2 separate regions of the Zea mays genome follow, and region 1 is linked to region 2. A link is a contact called in public Hi-C data. All regions are on one chromosome and are shown on one strand. The core of a region is the stretch at or near the end of the contact, and the rest is flanking DNA. Distances in the headings are between cores, read along the strand shown. Region 1 holds the start of LOC100383366 (Small RNA degrading nuclease 5). Region 2 holds the start of LOC100191513.

Evidence for each region. Hi-C and Micro-C count contacts between places; a contact is called where the count stands out from the background.
Region 1: a Hi-C map of ear shows a contact between it and region 2, with 2.7 times the contacts expected there. The contact joins the promoter of LOC100383366 here to the promoter of LOC100191513 in region 2. A contact is called at or near these places in 2 of 25 Hi-C or Micro-C datasets (ear and tassel).

The regions. Positions count from the first base shown.
Region 1 is chr10:16,322,360-16,326,683 of Zm-B73-REFERENCE-NAM-5.0, forward strand. LOC100383366 (Small RNA degrading nuclease 5) reads left to right here and starts at 2,947. Exons shown (of 15, transcript NM_001362072.1): 1 at 2,947-3,064; 2 at 4,085-4,141; 3 at 4,237-4,302. The coding sequence starts at 2,993.
Region 2 is chr10:15,638,298-15,642,298 of Zm-B73-REFERENCE-NAM-5.0, forward strand. It overlaps LOC100191513, which reads left to right and starts at 2,171. Exons shown (of 9, transcript NM_001136945.1): 1 at 2,171-2,603; 2 at 3,467-3,604; 3 at 3,708-3,890. The coding sequence starts at 2,322.

The DNA of each region.
Region 1 (4,324 bases), core at 1,697-4,196, 680 kb after region 2:
TAGCAGTGTGCTAACGTGTCTAGCGGAGGAGAGCTAGCGCCCTAAGTACATGCCATCGTGGCAGCCGGAGAGGTTTTGGCACCCGGTTCGTGTGGTGTCGTGGCCGTCAGAGGAGCGCTGGAGCCTGGCGGAAGGACAACTGTCGGGGCTGTCGAGTCCTTGCTGACGTCCTCTTGCTTCCGTAAGGGGGCCGAGAGCCGCCGTCGTCATAGAGCGTGCGGGGCGCCATCATTACTTGTCTGGCGGAGCGAGCCAGATGGGACGCCGGTCTTGTTCCCCGTAGCCTGAGTCAGCTTGGGGTAGGGTAATGATGGCGCCTCCTGTTGACGTGGTCGGTCCGTGCCCTGGGTTGGGCGATGTGGAGGCTCCTCCGAGGTCAAGGTCGAGTCTGTCTTCCAAGGTCGAGGTCGAGTCCGAGCCCCTGGGTCGGGCGAGGCGGAGACCGTCGGCTGAGGCCAGGGCTGAGTCCGAGCCCTGGGGTCGGGCGATGTGGAGGCTCCTCCGAGGTCGAGGTCGAGTCTGTCTTCCAAGGTCGAGGTCGAGTCCGAGCCCCTGGGTCGGGCGAGGCGGAGACCGTCGGCTGAGGCCAGGGCTGAGTCCGAGCCCTGGGGTCGGGCGAAGCGGAGTTCGTCGTCTTCCGGGGCTGAGCCCGAGTCCGAGCCCTGGGGTCGGGCGAAGCGGAGTTCGTCGTCTTCCGGGGCTGAGCCCGAGTCCGAGCCCTGGGGTCGGGCGAAGCGGAGTTTCTTATGGCGCCTGAGGCCGGGCTTGGCTGCTGTCAGCCTCACTCTGTCGAGTGGCACAGCAGTCGTAGCGGCGCAGGCGACGCTGTCCTCTTGTTAGACCGATCAGTGGAGCGGCGAAGTGACTACGGTCACTTCGGCTCTGTCGACTTGAGGGCGTGCGTCAGGATAAAGGTGTCAGGCCACCTTTGCATTAAATGCCCCTGCGATTTGGTCGGTTGGCGTGGCGATTTGGCCAAGGTTGCTTCTTGGCGAAGACTGGGCCTCGGGCGAGCCGAAGGTGTGCCCGTTGCTGGAGGGGGTCCTCGGGCGAGACGTAAATCCTTCAGGATCGGCTGCCCTTGCCCGAGGCTGGGCTCGGGCGAGGCGTGATCGCGTCCCTCGAATGGACCGATCCTTGACTTAGTCGCACCCATCAGGCCTTTGCAGCTTTGTGCTGATGGGGGTTACCAGCTGAGATTTAGGAGTCTTGAGGGTACCCCTAATTATGGTCCCCGACAACTTGAGAGAGGGTTTTCTTGTGTTCTTTGTTGCTCTTGTTGCTTGGCTTGGACTTTCTTTTCTTTCTCTTATTATCAAGTGCTTTATAAGCAAAGCAAGAGACACCAAGTGTGTGGTGGTCCTTGCGGGGTCTTAGTGACCCGTGAGATTAAGGAAGAAGGCTCACTCGATCTAAGTGACCGTTTGAGAGAGTGAGAGAAATGGTTGAAATAGACCCTGTCTTTGTGACCTCCTCAACGAGGACTAGGTTCTTTGGAACTGAACCTCGGCAAAACAAATCACCGTGTTCACTCGCCTTATTTCTTGGTTGATTTGTTTTCCCTCTCTTTCCGACTTGAATTTAATTCTAACCCTAACCCCCGATCTTAGTGCGTGTTTAAAGTTATAAATTTCAGGTTTCGCCTATTCACCCCCTCTAAGTGACTTTCAATTATCAAAGAGTGAACAAACATATTTCTGAATAGCAGTGGGGTAACAACTTGGATATGAACCCAAACTCGCTCACCAAATTTTTGACTAAAAAGCGAAGCGAACTCCCAGTAAGATATGTATGTACATGGCCTTGTAGGTTCCACAAAATCAACAACAACATCAATCTCTTTCTCCACAGGAATCTTCACAAAAAACAACAAAGAATTTCTTCCAGTTCTACACCTTGCAACCTAATTTGCAATCGAAACAACAAGCAAAAATGTGTAAAAGCAATGAGTTTGTATAGCTACTTCTAATGGAACAGATGTCTGCAACGCAAACTAGTAAGTTGCATGCATAATGGCTAGACAACGGATCCATTGTTATCCATGCAGCGTCATGGCCGGTGGGAGAAACGGACGCCCTGCTATGGCGGTCGCCGACTGAGGACCTCTTGGATTGTCCACCATTTACCACACGTCCACACCAGCGCATACGCCCCTGGCCAACATCGAGAAGGGTGGCCCCGTGGCTGCACCGGCCGAGGGCGCGAAGGCGTCATGGCCGGCGGAAGAACCGGTGTGATGGGCAGCCTGCTGCGGGGGTCGCAGATCGAAAACCTCCTGGACCCGCCGCCATTTCTGAGTTGACGGAGGGCAACAGATTCGCGTTCCCGAAACTTACGGCTGTGTTTTGTAGGGGGCTCCAGGTGGTGGACCACACTGGCACTACGCCGACCTTTTAAGAGGTAGTGGATGCCGCTCCGGCCCACGGCGGCATGGCAGTGACGTTTGGGGGGGTGGGAGGGGGTGAAGCTGTTGGCAGCGGCTGGAGCCGCCGCTGTGACAACGCTTGGGGGCGGGGGAGGAGGTGGCGTTGACTCCAATCGAGTCCCTGGCAGCGTCCCGAACAGGCAGTGGCGACGATAGGGGTCGTCGCGGAGAGGAATATGCATAGGAGTAGGTTTTTTTTACCGTCATCAACTCATCTTGGCTCTGGAACCATCTTGACTTGTCGCGACAGCTGCGGCAAGAGAAGGTAGTGAGGGCTTACGGTCATTGGAAGACGACCCGTTGATCAGAAATCCCACGCGTGAAAACATTTTAGGTGACGTGGACACTGCGAGAGAGTCCGTTTTGTACCAGCCTTCATATATAGGAAATTTCATATATAGGAAATGTTTGAGCGGAAAGGAAATGAAAGATATATTTGCAGAAAAGCCCCAGTTCAAGTTCGACAGCCGAAGAAAAGGGTCTCGGCGGGTTTTTCTTTTTGCAAGTTTTGAGAGCGGCAAAGCGTTAGGCGTTAGGGCATCCACCTCGTCGTAGGCGGCGGTCTCCATGTCGACCGCATCCGGCAACGGCAACGGCGGCTCCTCCTCTTCCATGTTATACGACTTGTACGGCCCTAATGTACGTGTTCTCTTGCTTCTTCGCCTCTCGCTTCCCCCCTCTCGGAATATTATGGCTTTGGTGTGACATAAAGGGGAACTTGTCATCAGTTAGAGCTGAGTTGGTTCATTTTTTTTAAAAAAACTCGCAGTTCTTCGTTCACTGTTGTTCTTTTAATGGATTTATTAATCCCCGTTGTATGGCAAAATTGGGTGCTGCAGCCTGCAGGGGGGGGGGGGTGTTAGGTACGACTATGTTAATTTGATTGCTTGGTATTCTTGGAGTAGGAGTTCCGCTGAGATTGAAAGAGGGGATGTTGCATTGCATCATGACTGTTTGGACTGTGATTTACACCAATGTTCGTTGATTACCATGAGATTTGTAGTGATGGTGGATTTTTGTGTTAATGCTGCTACTGTTGGTGGGCTTGAACTGTACCTATGAAGTTTGCACTGTTGTTTCAGAGCAAATTTGTGCAAACGAATGTATGGATGTGAAGCAATGCTGATAGGTTGTGAAACTATGAGGGCTTACTTGATTGATCCATTGATGCGCCTTGAGCTGACCCGACATTTTTCAAGTACACAGCTTGAACACTCCTGTAGCTTGTTTGCTTAGGAGTTCTATATTTTGAATTTTGAAGGTGTGAACCCTGACTGATTCCTTGATAGGTAGCAAAGTGGGACTCCTCTTGTTCGAATTGTAAAGTGATACAGTAATGCTATCCATATTGTGTTCAGACATCAGAGCCTGCTCATCAACTTAGGGATCACTCATCAAATTAGGGACACTCGAAGTTCAATCCAAAATCACTTGTACTAGAGCTATGGACATGGCATAATAATTGACTATTTGGTGATGCCATGCTGCCGATTTGTTGATTTAATAGTGTACTCTTAAACATTCATTTAGTTGTCTTCTTGTTGGCGAATCATTCTTGTGGTCCTTCCTGCTTGCTTTGCTAATAGACATTATAGCTGCCTTTTTTTGTATTTTCTGTGCTTCCAACTCATATTGTGTCTTCTTGTTTATCCTGTCTAGGCAAAGCCTGATGTGGTTTTTAAGGAGGCTGCTTTAAACTCTACGTTAAATCTGCAGGTTAGCTCATAACAAAAGCTCAATGAAATTTGACTTGTGAAAACTGTTTTTGTTCTTGTAGTTTAGTTAAGAACCATTTTTTTGTTCGAATGCAGGATGTTCAGGGTCTAGTTACTTGGGTTATTGGTGATGGCATGCTGCCTTCTTGGGTGTTTGTTAAGGTACTTGTCCTTCTCATTGTGG
Region 2 (4,001 bases), core at 921-3,420:
ACCACACTACATAAGTATCTATACCGTATAACATAATTAGTATTAGTATATGTTATAATCTGGTTACAACGAGCCTAACTGCATAACTCTTGCAGATATCCTATTTTTATGGACGAAATTAACCATTTAAATCAGATTTTTTGGTTTCCATGCATACCAATTTATTTCCTTTCAACGCACATTCTTTATCATCCTAAATTTGTGTGCATGCAGCAGAAAATTGATTTTTTACGCGGTATACCACACTGCATAAATATCTACACCGTGTAACATAATTAGTATCAGTATATATCATAAACTGGTTCTAGCATGCCTAGCTGCATGGTTGTTTGTAGAGATCCTATATTTATGGGAGAAATAAAGCATTTAAATCAGATTTTTTGTTTCCATAAATGTCAATCCATTTCTTCTCAACACACATTTTTTTCATCCTAAATTTTGTGCACATGCAGCAGGAAAAACTAATTTTTATGTGGTTTACAGTATTGCATAAATAACTACAATGTGTAGCATAATTAGTATCAGTATATATCATAAAATGTTTCTAACGAGATTAACTGTATGACTGTTATAGAGATCCTATATTTATGGACAGAATAAAGTATTTAAATCAGATTTTTTGTTTATATGCATATCAATCCATCTACTAATGACGTGTTTGGATTGCAGCATCATGTAGCCCGGAGTTAAATCATCCGTCATGGGTTAGAGATCAGAAGGACGAGGTCATCCGCTGCTTTTTCAAGGAACCAGCTCGACCGCCTATGGAGAAAGCTACGAAGGATGGCTTGATGACGGATGGATTTACCTCGTGACACAAACCAAACAGAACATGCAGGTTCGAATTTAGGTTCGGATGATTCCGGATGAGTTCATTTGTCAATCCAAACAGGTCGTAAATTTGTGCTAATCCTTCTAATTTTATTGCGCATGCAAATAGAAAAAAGAAGGCGCGCATGCAGGGATGGGCGCGAGGTGAAGGCGACCAGGTCTGGTTGGATGGGACTAGTCTGGTCAGATGGTACATATATGACTAGGGCGTGCACCATATCTTTGGAAGACTAGGGCTTTCAATAGCCTTACCCATATATAACAAAGAATATAAATGGATTTTTTTGCTAGCCAAAGGAAAGCGGAAACATTAAGAGCGCAGAGAGGTGTTCGATTGGTGGAATGATATAGTCCGGTGTTATCCCATTTTTCTTGTTTTTTATTTAGTTTGTCAAATAGAATAAGTTGATTCGTGACTACCTTATGTTTTTTATATAAACTAAGGGCCCCTTTGGCAGGGCTCTGGCTTCTCCAAAAACGGCTTTGGCTCTGACTCATGAGGTGAAGCCACTTTTTTAGATGAGCCAAAGCCATTCTGAAAAATCATTTGGCAAAACGGCTTATAGGTTGTTTTTCAGAAAGACCATTGTATAGTTTACTTTTTATAGATCTCTCCTGTACGTGGCTAGGGATTGAGGACAGGACAAAAAAAATAATTTGGACTGGTGGGAGGGCTATTGTGCAAAAATGACGTGAGCTGAAGCCGGGTGAGCCACTTTTTTGGCTCATGCCCTCTAGTTCATTTTGGAAAAGCACTTCACTGGTGAAGCCATTTGAAAAAGAGGTATTTGGCACAACTTTTGCATGAGCCAGAGCTGAAGCTAAAAAATAAGCCCTACCAAAGGGGCCCTAATATTTAATGCTGGTATGAAAAATGTTGTTGTTTCAAAAATTTAAGAAATAAACTCATAAAAGATAATATTAGTTTTCTCGAACCTTCCTCCGCTTTCCCGCTCTCAGCAACCCCACTATCCACCATCCTATCCCTAGCAGCAGCAGGACGCCAGGACCACGTGTTTCATTAACAAACAAACATGATCCTGCTTTGTCACCGGCCCCTCCCTCACCTACCAGGATGAACCTGCTGACGTCGACCTCTGTCACCATTCCCGCCCATGCTCAACTCCCCTAGAGACCGGTCCCACGCGCCGGCGGAGCCCTGCTTTTTTCGTCGTCGCTCTCCCAGCGAGCCGTGCCCGTCTGCTCCTCCTCTCTCCCTCCATGCTCCTCGCTGCGCTCTCTTCCCCGCACACTTATCTTTCCAGCTCAGTGTCCGTCCCTCTCCTCGACACGCACATCTTCCATTGCTCGCTTGCTTCCTCGTGTCGTCTAGCTCTATCCGATTCCAACACAGCTACCTATAAATACATCTCTCTCTCTCTCTCTCTCCCCGAGCAGAGCTAGGCAGAGGGCAGACCATTGGCGAGAGGATTGTTGGAGCTCGGCCGAGCAGAGCACGCACAGTGTGATTGTGTGTGTGTGTGTCTGACATGGCGTCGCTCTGGCTAGCGAGAGCGTCGTCCCAGCTGGCGCGCCGTGCCGCCGCCAGGAGGCCTCCTCCGCGTCCTGCGCGCCACGGCTCCGGCCAACCCACCAGTTCGTGGTTCTTGGGCTCGGTGCCGCAGGCGGCCCTTGGGTCACCAGCGCTGGACACAAGCCGCCGGGGCTTCTGCTCCGTCCGGCGCTTCGCAGGGGAGAGCAGCGCTGCTGCTGCTGCGGCGGCTGTCGTCGACGAGGAGCCGGAGAGCGGGTTCGCAGCCGGCGATCAGCAGGTATGCGTCGACCAGAGCAGCAGCTAGATAGATTCTGAACTGCTAGTATGAACTTTTGGATCGGGCCATGTAGCTCTTTCCTGATTTCAAATAAGCAAATTCTCTGCCTTTGTGGGATCTGGAAGGACCAATCCTCTGATACAAATTCCAGGAGCTGCAGATAATATAATATCAAGGCTTAAGGCATCTCTTCTTGCCCATCTGCTCTATGCTCCCTGACCTGGTTGCCTGGTTGGTGTAACTTGTCGGTACTCGCTAGCCCGGTGCATGCATGATGCATCCATCCTTTCTGAAGCACAGTAGTTTTTTTCCCCATTCCATCTGTGTTCTTCACGTTCTTCCTCTGCGATCCAAAATTCGGTCACGTCATCAACTTGTCGACCGACTCCGATAGCCACCGTTACACCAACTCTTTTCTGAATTTTGAAACTGAAGGTAACAGGTCGCGGAGGACAATTGTGGATAGAATTGACAACAATTAGTAAACAAGGCAGATAATAAGAGAGGATGGATTTGGTTGCTGATTTCCCTGTGGTTGGTTGACTGCCTGATGACTGTATTAGATAGTGACGTGCTTTCATCTGGAATGGTAGTGCCAATCTTCTCTGGTAGTATTAGCTTAGTATAATACGTTTGCTTTCCGTGTCAAAGGGTGACGACACCCAATGATTAGGAACATCTCCATGTCTTTACTGCACTTTGTTTCTCTTTTATATACAAACCAAACAAAGTGCTGTCTCTTTGGCATGGTCAATGAGACCAACTGTCTCTCCAAGACGGGTAAATTTGACCACCCGAGACTGTTTTCTTCCACCGACGCTGATTTAAATTTGCACGCATTCGTGTGCCGTCAAATCTTGTAGGCAGTTGACTTTCCAGGAGGGAAAGTATCCTTTGTGGCCGAAATGAACTTCCTTCCAGAATCGACGAGGGAAAGGATCAACTGCTACCGCGTGCTTGACGACGACGGCAGAACGATATCAGGAAGTAGATTCCAAGAGGTACGCTGATGGCTGCACTGCACCGTTCTGAGAAGTTCTCTCTTCAGACTAGATGCTGCGAGGGAGACTTGTTCTGAAGATTAATGCTGTTCATCCTTGTCAGGTCAGTCGGGAGCTGGCTCTGAAGATGTACAGCGAGATGGTGACGCTCCAGATCATGGATACCATCTTCTACGAGGCTCAGAGGCAGGGCAGGATCTCGTTCTACCTCACTTCCAACGGCGAGGAAGCGATCAACATAGCCTCTGCTGCTGCGCTCAGTATGGATGACATTGTGCTGCCTCAGGTAGTACATGTGCATCAGCTATTCCACTCCTCTGAATCTTAATCTAGCAGAAAGATATAGTCTATTTTTCCAACAATCGATTCACACACTGCCCCCATTTCTTTGCTGCGA